Linked DNA regions of Mus musculus: region 2 is linked to region 1. Evidence: chromatin contacts called from public HiChIP or PLAC-seq data. All regions are on one chromosome and are shown on one strand. The core of a region is the stretch at or near the end of the contact, and the rest is flanking DNA. Distances in the headings are between cores, read along the strand shown.

Region 1 (5,042 bases), core at 585-3,084:
GCAAATACAGCTACATCTAGCAGAGCCACACACACCAAAACCCAGCAGCCAGCCGAGGAGGCCTGTGAGCTGGGGCTGCCTGCCCATATGGTTGGGCCTTCATCCTGGCTGTGTTAAAAAACAAAACAACAACAACAACAACAACAAAACCTTACATACTTCCTCTGGGAGCAGATGCAGGACTTTGCCATGAGCAATGACTACCCCACACATAAGGAACACAGGACAACTTAGGAACACCAGCTTAAGAGACCCCAGGGTTGGTTTTTAGGCTATGCCTACCTCTTTATAACTGGGGGTGGGAAAGACTTTCATTCTCTGGTCCCTAAACCCTCAACAGCTGGTCAGGAAGATGACAGTATACAATTCCCTGCCCCTGCCCTCCCGGCTAGAACTCATTAAAGAGAAGGCTAAGTAAGTTCTTTTTAGGTTAAGGACTAAGACACCCCCACCCCCACCCCCGCAGACTGTCTCCCCAAGGAGGGCTGTTTCCGCAGACCACCACTGGTAGTTTTGTCTTGGAAGGTAAGGAGGGAGTCATTTGGACCAGCAGACTGGGTATATGGGTGGCTTGGCGATTTCCGGTTAAGTCACTTACAACACCTTAGTTGTGACCGACTCTCAGGTGTGATCAGCCAGGAAATAAAAGTCTGCGGGACAGGGTGCCCCTTGTTTGCCCTGGAGATGGGGGGGGGGGGCGGGGGGGCCACACCCTCACCAAAGTAGAGAGACCCTTCACGAAAAGCCAGAGTTGGGCGCTCTCTCTCTCTCTCTCTCTCTCTCTCTCTCTCTCTCTCTCTCTCTCTCTCGTTCTATCTCTCTCTTTGCCTTTCTGCCCTTAGGAAGAGAGACAATCCTTTCCTCCGAGAACACGGACACACGGACAGGATGGAAATCCAGGAAACAGCAAAGCAAAGCCCGTCCGCACCTTGGCAAGCCGGCCATGCCCGATTTTGGCAGCGGCCTTCACTCATTAGTCACCACTACAGCCTGGGACCCTCCGCTCCAGGGATACGACCCTGGCACCGAGTAGGCTCAAGGCCTAGTTGGAGGAGAAGATTAGGCACTTCTCAGTCTAACCTGCCCTCACCCGCAGGGCCATCTGGGGTTCCAGCTTTGCCCCGGAACTTGCAGGGAGGGACCCGGGCGCGTCGGGCCGGCATAGGTAACAAAGCTCCGCGCCAGGCGCGCCCCATGTCAGCTCGGACGGGATCGGGAGCCAGGCCTATCCCCCTCATCTGGGCTCCAAGGCCCGGGGCATTCCTGGGTGTCCGCGTCCGCACCTTTTCACGGGATGGGAGGGCACTGCTTCTCCAAAAGGGAGATCTTAGCAGAGCTTGGGAGCCAGCGACTCCGGGCAACGCTCGAGCAAACTCTCGGATCGGGCGGAGAGAACTCACAGCAAACGCGTCCCCGCGCCCCAGTGCACCGTGTCGCCACCGCGTAGGGGGCGTCGCCAACCCAGGATCCTCGAGCCCCTAGCGAGCCTCTCCACCTCCCCAACTGCCCAGCCCACCTCTCCAGGGCCCTTCCAGCCCCCGGGACTCCCGCGCTTCTCAAAGCACAGCTCGGATCCTCCCGGTTCTCGGGGGACTCACCGGCCAGCAGCGGCAGAAGCAGGGCTCTGAGCAGAGTCAGCGGGCGGGCTCCCATCCTGGCGGGCTGCAGACGAGCAGCGAGGTTCAAGGCACACGGCGAGCGGGCGCGCGGACCGGAGCGCGGGGGCCGCCGCAGCAGCTACAGCCCGAGCCCGAGGCGTCCGGAGCTGGAGCCGCGCGCGCCCCGTACATCCAAGCCCTCGAGCGCGCCGCCGCCGCAGCCAAGCCACGCCCCCGACGCCCCCTCCTCTCCGCCTGCACGGCGCCCCGCCCCCTGACGCCCCCTTCCCCGCCGTCGAGGGGAGGAGCTGGCAATAGAAAGAAGGATCTGGGGAATGATGGGGGGGGGGGGGAGCAGCAGTGGCCGTCTTAGGGGAGTGCCGGAGACCTGGGTGTTGTTCCCACCGCCTAATCTATCCACTGGGACGCAAGAGAACCAAAGTGACTCTCAGAACTCCGTTAGGCCCTCTGAACCTACCTGGAGATCTGGAGCAATAGTTTGCCCAGAATTCTCCAAGTTGCTGGAGTTAAGCAACCCAAAGTGCTGCATGAGACAGACCAGCAGGGTGTCTCAGAAGAAGGCAAGGAGGACATAGCCAGGATGTCTCAGAAGACAAGGAGGGCACAGCTGTGGTGCCCGGTGGAACAGATGTAGCCAGGGAGGGGGAGGGGCGTGCGTGACACTGGACAAATCTGAACCCAAGGTAGAAACCCTGGGCTCCAACCCCCAGCGAGAGCTATTAAACAGACATACATCCCAAGTCCATCTCCAAGCAGTCTGGGCTGTGTCAGGGCATGGCCAAATCTCCAGCTGTGGGGAGGCCCAACGCAGCCCTTGTTCCAGGCACCCTCCACCCCCAGCGCCACCACCCCCACATTCTTTCTTTGTTGTGAAAGCAGCAAGGGGTGTGGGAGGCGGGTCAGAAGAAGTCAAGCTTTAGAAGATGGGCCCCAGCTGCTGACAGGCCTCCAGGATATGCAAGAGAGGATGGATAGCGCCTTGTCCCCCTTCTGGCTCTGGAGGGCCCCCCAGGCCTGCTTAGACCTCCCTTCCCCCAAGCAGCTGGGAGGGGGGAAGGAAGCCACAGAGGGCCTCACAGGCAGGAGAAGTGGCGCCAGGACTCCAGGGTCCTGCCACATGGCCACCACATGTCCCTGACAACCCCGTCCACAGCACCTTCTTCTTGTGTGCCTCATTCCCCATCCCCCAGAAGTCTTCCTCCAGGCCCTGCTAAAGAGGGTACAAACACGGAGGGAACCATTGAGCCAAGAATTCAACAGTCCTGCACACTACCACTGCCCTCATCCTTCTAGGAAGGGTCCTGAACAACGTCTTCAATGAAGACTCCGAACACAAAATGTTACCTGGTTCATTTATTAAAGAAACAGTGAAATATGTGGACCTGTAGTGAGGCAGCAGAGGGTAAAAGAGACCAGGGCAAGGCAGCCCAGTTGGCCAGCCCCAAACTGACAGAAGAGCCAGCATCAGGCGCATCCCTGAGGTGCAGACCCACTTTCTCCCACCTTGGGAGCCTCAGTCAGCTACTCTAGAGGACTCCAAAGTAGAGATCATGTTATCCTGAGGGCCCTTCCGAAGGGGGGTTCCCAGGGAAGGAGCCTAGACCCTAGAAGCAGCAATCTACCACATACACCGCTCCCTCTTCACCATCCTATTGAGTTGGGGAAGAGACAGGAGCCATGGGGAATGCTGTAAGGGCTGTGGGGACCCAGCAGACTAAAAGAGGGAGTTGAATGTCAGCTACTTGAAGAAAGGTCCACAGTGCTGGCGCTGAGGCCCCGGGAGACCTGAAAGAGACCAGCAACCACACATCACTGCAAACTCCTGGAGTCTGCCTGCTCTGCAGAGACTAAAGATGGAATTTCTAACCTCAACCTAAGCTCTAGGACTTTGCTTAGGCACGGTCTACTGGAGGAGCTACGGGACGAAACCTGGGCAAGAATGCTGGCTTGCACAGTGAATGAGCTGACCCAAGAGCTCACTGTGTTGAACTGGCTGGCAGTGTTGCCTGCTTTCTCTAAGGGAGACTTCATGCTGCTGGTGTTCCTACTTCCTCACTGAGACCTCAAGGGAAGGAGTAAGACACGGCCAGCAGCTCTAAGTCACTCTGAATTATTACCAGCTTAGAGAGCACCAGTGGCTGGTACTCTCCTGAATAATTCTGACTGAATCCTTTAGCCAGAAACTCTCTCTCTCTCTGTCTCTGTCTGTCTATCTGTCTGTCTGTCTTTCTCTTCTCTTTCAAACCAGGTTTCTGTGTCACCCTGTCCGTGCTGGAACTCTGTAGACCAGGCTGGCTTTAAATGCAGAGTCCCACTTGCCTCTGCTTCCCCAGCTCTGAGATTAGACATGTGTCCCCCACTGCCCCTGTCTCTCGATGCCCAGCACCTCCGATGCCATGCTGTCAGTCTGACTCCTGAAGAGCTCCAGTCTCCCAGGCCACCTTCACTATGGTGAGTCTTCCACCTTCCCAGTTGCCCCTGGGACTGCCTTGGGGAGCCCTTCCTCCCTCGGCCCTAGGGTGTCCCTCAGCACGCTCACCTGGAGGGGGGCTGCATTGGGTTGGTTTAAGTAGTTCAGCGAGGCCGCCCGCTTCATGCTGCTGCTGCAAAGAAAAAGAGAAGTGAGGCCCCCATTGCTCCTCTGTGTAGGACACTCTAGGACATTTCTCCGGCACCAGGAGGTGCTGCAGGCCAGGCCTGCTGACCTGCTTTGTCATAGTTACCCCTTGTCACTTGTCATGTACCTGGAAGGTCGCGGCTCCGTCCCCTGGAGCTTCCTCACCAGTAGCTCACTGCTCCTACGAAGCACATCCCGGATCTTGCCCAGAGAGCCGCTCCTCTGGAGGGTGCCACTGCCATCCTGTTGGGAAGAGACAGGCATTGGGAACCCAAGGTCCCATGTCACCCAGCTTCTAAGTCTATTCCTGCCATTTATTCCCTTTCCTGAAGCCCAGTGATTGAAAGCAATGGCCTCATCAAGAACAGATTCCCAGCCAGGCGTGGTGGTGCACGCCTTTAATCCCAGCACTCGGAAGGCAGAGGCAGGCGGATTTCTGAGTTCGAGGCCAGCCAGGTCTACAGAGTGAGTTCCAGGACAGCCAGGGCTACACAGAGAAACCCTGTCTTGAAAAACCAAAAGAAGAGATTCCCAGGGGCTGTCAAGATGGCTCAGTGGATAAGAGCACTGACTGCTCTTCCAAGGGTCCTGAGTTCAATTCCCAGCAACCACGTGGAGGCTCACAACCACCCGTAATGAGATCTGACTCCCTCTTCTGGTGTGTCTGAAGACAGCTACAGTGTACTTATGTATAACAATAAACAAACAAACAAATAAATAACAGATTCTCAGGGCCAGGCCTGAAAGGATGGGCTAACTGGTGGGTACTACATGACTCATACCCTGTACAAACTTGGGGAAAGACA
Region 2 (4,783 bases), core at 1,795-4,294, 120 kb after region 1:
TATAGCTCTGGCTGATCTGGAACTCACTTTGTAGACTAGGTTGGCCTCGAACTCAGAAATCCGCCTGCCTCTGCCTCCCAAGTGCTGGGATTAAAGGCGTGCGCCACCATGCCCAGCTGGCTGTCTTATTTCTTGACTTCATGTGTTTCCTACCAATTCTCTCTGGCTGCCAAGTTAATGTGCTCCAGAGAGGCTCACTGTTTGTGTGCAAGCGTCCTCTTACTTCTCCCTCCCCTCCTCAAGCAGTCACTGAGACGAGGCCTGTGCTGAGCACTGGGGACAGGAGGATGGTGACTAAGCTCCACCTGTCCTGATGCTCAGAGTGAAAGAGAAAGGCGTGACAGCAACTAAAAAGGAGGCTACCACTCTCAGGGCGTGATGTGCCCCTGGCTCTGGGAAAACCCTCTAGAGGCTTCTCTGACCCTGTCTCCCGACACTGCATTAAATATCCTCAAGAAAGTCCTGCCTTCCCTGGGCCTCTCAGGGAACCATTATCCCTATAAGATCCAGTTTAGACATAAAGCAGACTTGTGGGAGACTCATGGCATAGACCCCAGACCCCCATGGACTACCACCCACTTTCTCTGGGCAGGTTCTCCATTCTCTGTGCTGAGGCCTGTTCCACTTAAGACTACTAAGCCTGAAGGCAGGCTCTGTGAGCCAGAAATAATCAGCAATTAATAATAAAGATGCAATACTAATAAACATAAATAAATAAAGTATTAAGAGGTGCCTAAGAGTCAAAGTTTGCCAAATCACTCCGTGACTGAAAATAATCTCTACTGATTACAAAATGAGTTTAGGCCTCAATGGGCTATAAGAGCCTTGCCAGCTCTATGACTCTGCATCTATGGATGTCTCCTAAGGAAAAGAAAGGAGCTTCCTGGGCTGTGATTAAGAAAAGGAGAAAGAGACAGGCGTGGTGGCACATGCCTTTAATCCCAGCACTCAGGAGGCAGAGGCAGGCGGATTTCTGAGTTCGAGGCCAGCCTGGTCTACAAAGTGAGTTCCAGGAGAGCCAGGGCTACACAGAGAAACCCTGTCTCGAAAAACCAAAAGAAAAAAGAAAAGGAGAAAGATGGGGGCTGGGGCAATGGCTCAGCTTTGAGAGTCCTGGCTGTTCTTCCAGAGGTCCCGAGTTCAATTCCCAACACCCACTTGGTGGCTCACAACCACCTGTAATGAGATCTGATGCTCTCATCTGTCTGATGCCCTCTTCCATCATGAGGCACTTATGCAAATAGAGCACTCGTATACAAAAATACATAAATAAAAACCTTACAAAACTTTAAAAGAAGCCGGGCAGTGGTGGCGCACGCCTTTAATCCCAGCACTTGGAAAGCAGAGGCAGGCAGATTTCTGAGATTGAGGCCAGCCTGGTCTGCAATGCAAGTTCCAGGATTGCCAGGGCTACACAGAGAAACCTTGTCTTGAAAGAGTAAAAGAAAAGAAAAGAAACAAAACAAAGAAAACAAAAGCCCAGGACTGGTGGGGAGGTAAGGGACCATCCTAGAACAGGTGAGACCTTTTAACAGGTATCTTCCAGTGAACTCACATTAACTCTAGGGAGTCTCACTTAAAAACAAAAAGTCCTATGTAGTTACAGTGTGTGTGTGCACACACGTGTGTGGATATGTGGATATGCACATGGAGGCCAGAGTTCCTTTCTGATACTGTTCTTCATCTTTTGTTTTTCAGACAAGGTTTCTCACTTGAACCTGGAGCGTGATCATTTGGTTGGACTGGCTGGTCTCCTGTGCATCTCTTTAGGTGCGGAGGTGCGGGGATCAGGGGTGCACAAACATTGCAGCGTCTGGCTTTTTATATCTGTCTTGGGGATCTGAACTCAGATCCTCTGGCAATCACTCTACCCACTGAGCCGAGTCCCCTGCCCCCATTCGCCACACATTTAACAGCTCAAATGGGAGGATTAATGTGTCCCAAACCACCAGCCCAGCATCCAGTGCTTAGGGAACATCTGGCCTGTGTACATCTGCTTGGTGCATAAAATGGATATCCAGAATACTCGGGGGAGGGGGGCCTTCGAGGACTTAGAAAGAAGGTCGATGGCTGCAAAGGTCTGAGAGGAAACTGAGCAATGATGAGCAGGGCAAAAGAGAGGTCTCAGTTCCTTGTCCTTCGATTTTTAAAATCTACCTCCTTCACTTCAGTCTCCTCTGCGCTCGATGCTTTCAAAAAAGTGACCTCTTGATCCTTTGAGTGTGAGTCTCTTCTCTCCACATACACTCACCGCCCCTCCATATAATCCTATGTAAAGCCCCCCCCCTTTTTTTTTTTGGTCTGCCAATAAATATTTGCAACTCAGTACCTGTTCTCAAGAAGCCAAAACCATACACAAATTAGGTTGTAGTGAAAGCACCACGGGAAAATTTTCAGGTTCCCTTTTCTACGTCATATGGACCTTTTCAGTTCCTCAAATTCGCCCTCTGGCTTCTAGGCCGGCAGGGCCTCCTCATCTGCCTCTGTTTCTGTGGTTTCTGCGGAGTGAGTTCCTCTGCACGCCATGCTTTCCCTGGCCAACTCTTCATTTCGCAGCAGGCTTCCTGTATGAAGCCTTCCCTCCACCCCCACCTCTAGTCTTGATGAGCAACTACCCCCGGATTCGCCCAAAAGCAGGGATCTCCAGGTTATCCGAGAGTCACAGCACCCAGCATTGCCGCAAAGCACACAGCAGGGCCAAGGAGACCCCAGCCCAGGTCCTGCCAGGCCCAGACCCTTCCCACAGGCCCCGCCCCCTCCCGCCCCTCGGGCTTGGCTACGCCCCGCGGCCCCGCCCCCTCACCTTCGCATTTGCTGGGCAATCGCACCCAGTCGGTCTCCTCAGCCCCGGCGGGACTCGGGCCTAGCTTCGGGGCAGGAAGGAGCAGCAGCGGAAGCAGCAGCAGCAAAGGAAATAAGAGGCAGCGGGGCGCGAGCTCAGACATGGACTCCATGGCCCAGCCGGACCCAGAGCAGAGCGGACCCGGCGGCGCTTCCTCCGGCAGCGCGCGCGGAGCAGCTTCCCCCGGCCGCTTCCGGGACTGCGCACGTGCCTCTGGGTAACCACGGCAACGGCGAGCTCCGGCCCGCCCCACGCCCGGTAGCCTCTAGCGGCTTGCGAAACCGACCAAGGCCCGCGGGCGACGCAACCAATGGGTTCGCTCGGCGTCTGCTTTATAGCCAATGAGAGGAACTATCTTTTTTTTTTCCCATCTCAGCCAATCAGAGAGCGGATGGTGGCTTTGGCGCCCTATAGCGATATCACTGCCAGCTAAAGGAGGCTCAGTAGCTGGAGCATCAGTTCCTAGCGGGTGAACCTTCATCATACCTTGGATGAACCAGCCTTGGGCATTCTAGCCCTGGATAACGGACTATCTTTCATGGTTTTGTTTCTTGTTTTCTGTCTTTTGTTCTTCGAGACAGGGTTTCTTTGTATCCTTGGCTGTCCTGGAATTTACTGCGTGGACCAGGCCGGCCTCGAATTCAGAAATCCAGCTGCCTCTAAGTGCACCTCCACACCGGGCCTCGTGGTCCTCTCCCCGCACCCCCACCCCCATTAAGGTGTTAATAAAAAAGTCTTTATATATTTATTTTGGGTTGGAAGACGACTGGAATCAGTTGCCTCCTTCCACCATGTTGGTTCTGGACCTCAAACTTGGATCCTTAAGGCTTAATGGTGGCCCTCTTTAGTCACTAACCTAACTCATCAACCCTAACCATGGCTTTCTTTATAAAGTTGCAAGCACTCACTAGACACCGGCTTTTAAGGCTTATTATTGCAGCCACTCACTCGAATAGATACTTAGGGCCTCACAACAGCCCAGATATCCAGTAATTGCGTTTCTCCTTATGAAAACTAGATTAATAAACAGATAAGAGTGATCCTCTTAGCCGGGCATGGTCACACGACTTTAATCCCAGCACTCGGGAGGCAGAGGCAGGCAGATTTCTGAGTTCGAGGCCAGCCTGGTCTACAAAGTGAGTTCCAGGACAGCCAGGGCTGCACAGAGAAACTCTGTCTCGAAAAACAAACAAAGAGTGATCCTCCTACATCTCGAGGTTTGCCTGTTGGGAAGCTCAAATCAATAATTCATGAATTAATGGAATTAAAAAAGAAATCCCTAGTTTTAGGGATGTTGCTCACTGGGAGATCTTTGCCTAGCACTTGACTACCATGTGCAAATCCCTGGTGATCCATCTCCAGGCTGGCATAAACCTGTCATTGGCTATATAGTGAGGGGGAGGGAGATATAGCCTGAGCTACTTGAGGCCATATCTACAAAACAAAACAAAACCACCTTGAAGTATGTGGGACAGATGGATAAACATCCCAGCATTTTTTGTATGGTATTCCAATCTCTTTTGTTATTTGTTTGGATTCTGAGCTCCTAAAAGGCAGGAACCTGGCATTGGACATTTACACTTCTCTCCTGCCTCTGCAGCATCAGGGGACTTGAGCTAAGAGATCCTTGCTGAGGGCTCCCTGGCTGAACACAGACCTTCCTTAGCTACAGAGGGGCTGCCTCGTGTGCATGAGGTTCTGGACTCAATCTGGCAGGAGATAAAAAGTGGGCAATATCAGTCAGGTGGGATGGTGCGGCTCCATCACACCAGAGAAGGTGAAGGCAGAAAGAAAGACCATAGCTTTTGGGAGAAGCAGAAGGATGAAGAGTTCAAGGCCAGCCTTGGTCCTAGGGGGACTCTCTGACTCCTCAGGTTTCCTTTAAACTGCCTTGAGCTCAACTCTGGGAAGCTGTTAGCAACTGCAGCGTTGTCCAGAAAG

Evidence for each region. HiChIP or PLAC-seq counts read pairs in DNA pulled down with a chosen protein or histone mark.
Region 2: an H3K4me3 HiChIP or PLAC-seq map of embryonic stem cells shows a contact between it and region 1, with 20 read pairs. The contact joins the promoter of Cnpy3 here to the promoter of Ptk7 in region 1. A contact is called at or near these places in 1 of 39 promoter capture datasets (hippocampal neurons), 1 of 484 Hi-C or Micro-C datasets (embryonic stem cells), 8 of 115 datasets of contacts at active chromatin or transcription factors (the 230-238 cell line, the HPC-7 cell line, the SCID.adh cell line and 2 more) and 3 of 9 other capture datasets (adipose tissue, liver and pancreatic islet).

Annotation. Positions count from the first base shown.
Region 1 is chr17:46,627,670-46,632,711 of GRCm38.p6, forward strand. Ptk7 (PTK7 protein tyrosine kinase 7) reads right to left here and starts at 1,835. Exons shown (of 20, transcript NM_175168.4): 1 at 1,599-1,835. The coding sequence starts at 1,653. Klc4 (kinesin light chain 4) reads right to left here. Exons shown (of 16, transcript NM_001357130.1): 14 at 4,364-4,479; 15 at 4,159-4,222; 16 at 2,960-3,404. The coding sequence ends at 3,354.
Region 2 is chr17:46,749,170-46,753,952 of GRCm38.p6, forward strand. Cnpy3 (canopy FGF signaling regulator 3) reads right to left here and starts at 3,045. Exons shown (of 6, transcript NM_028065.4): 1 at 2,804-3,045. The coding sequence starts at 2,954.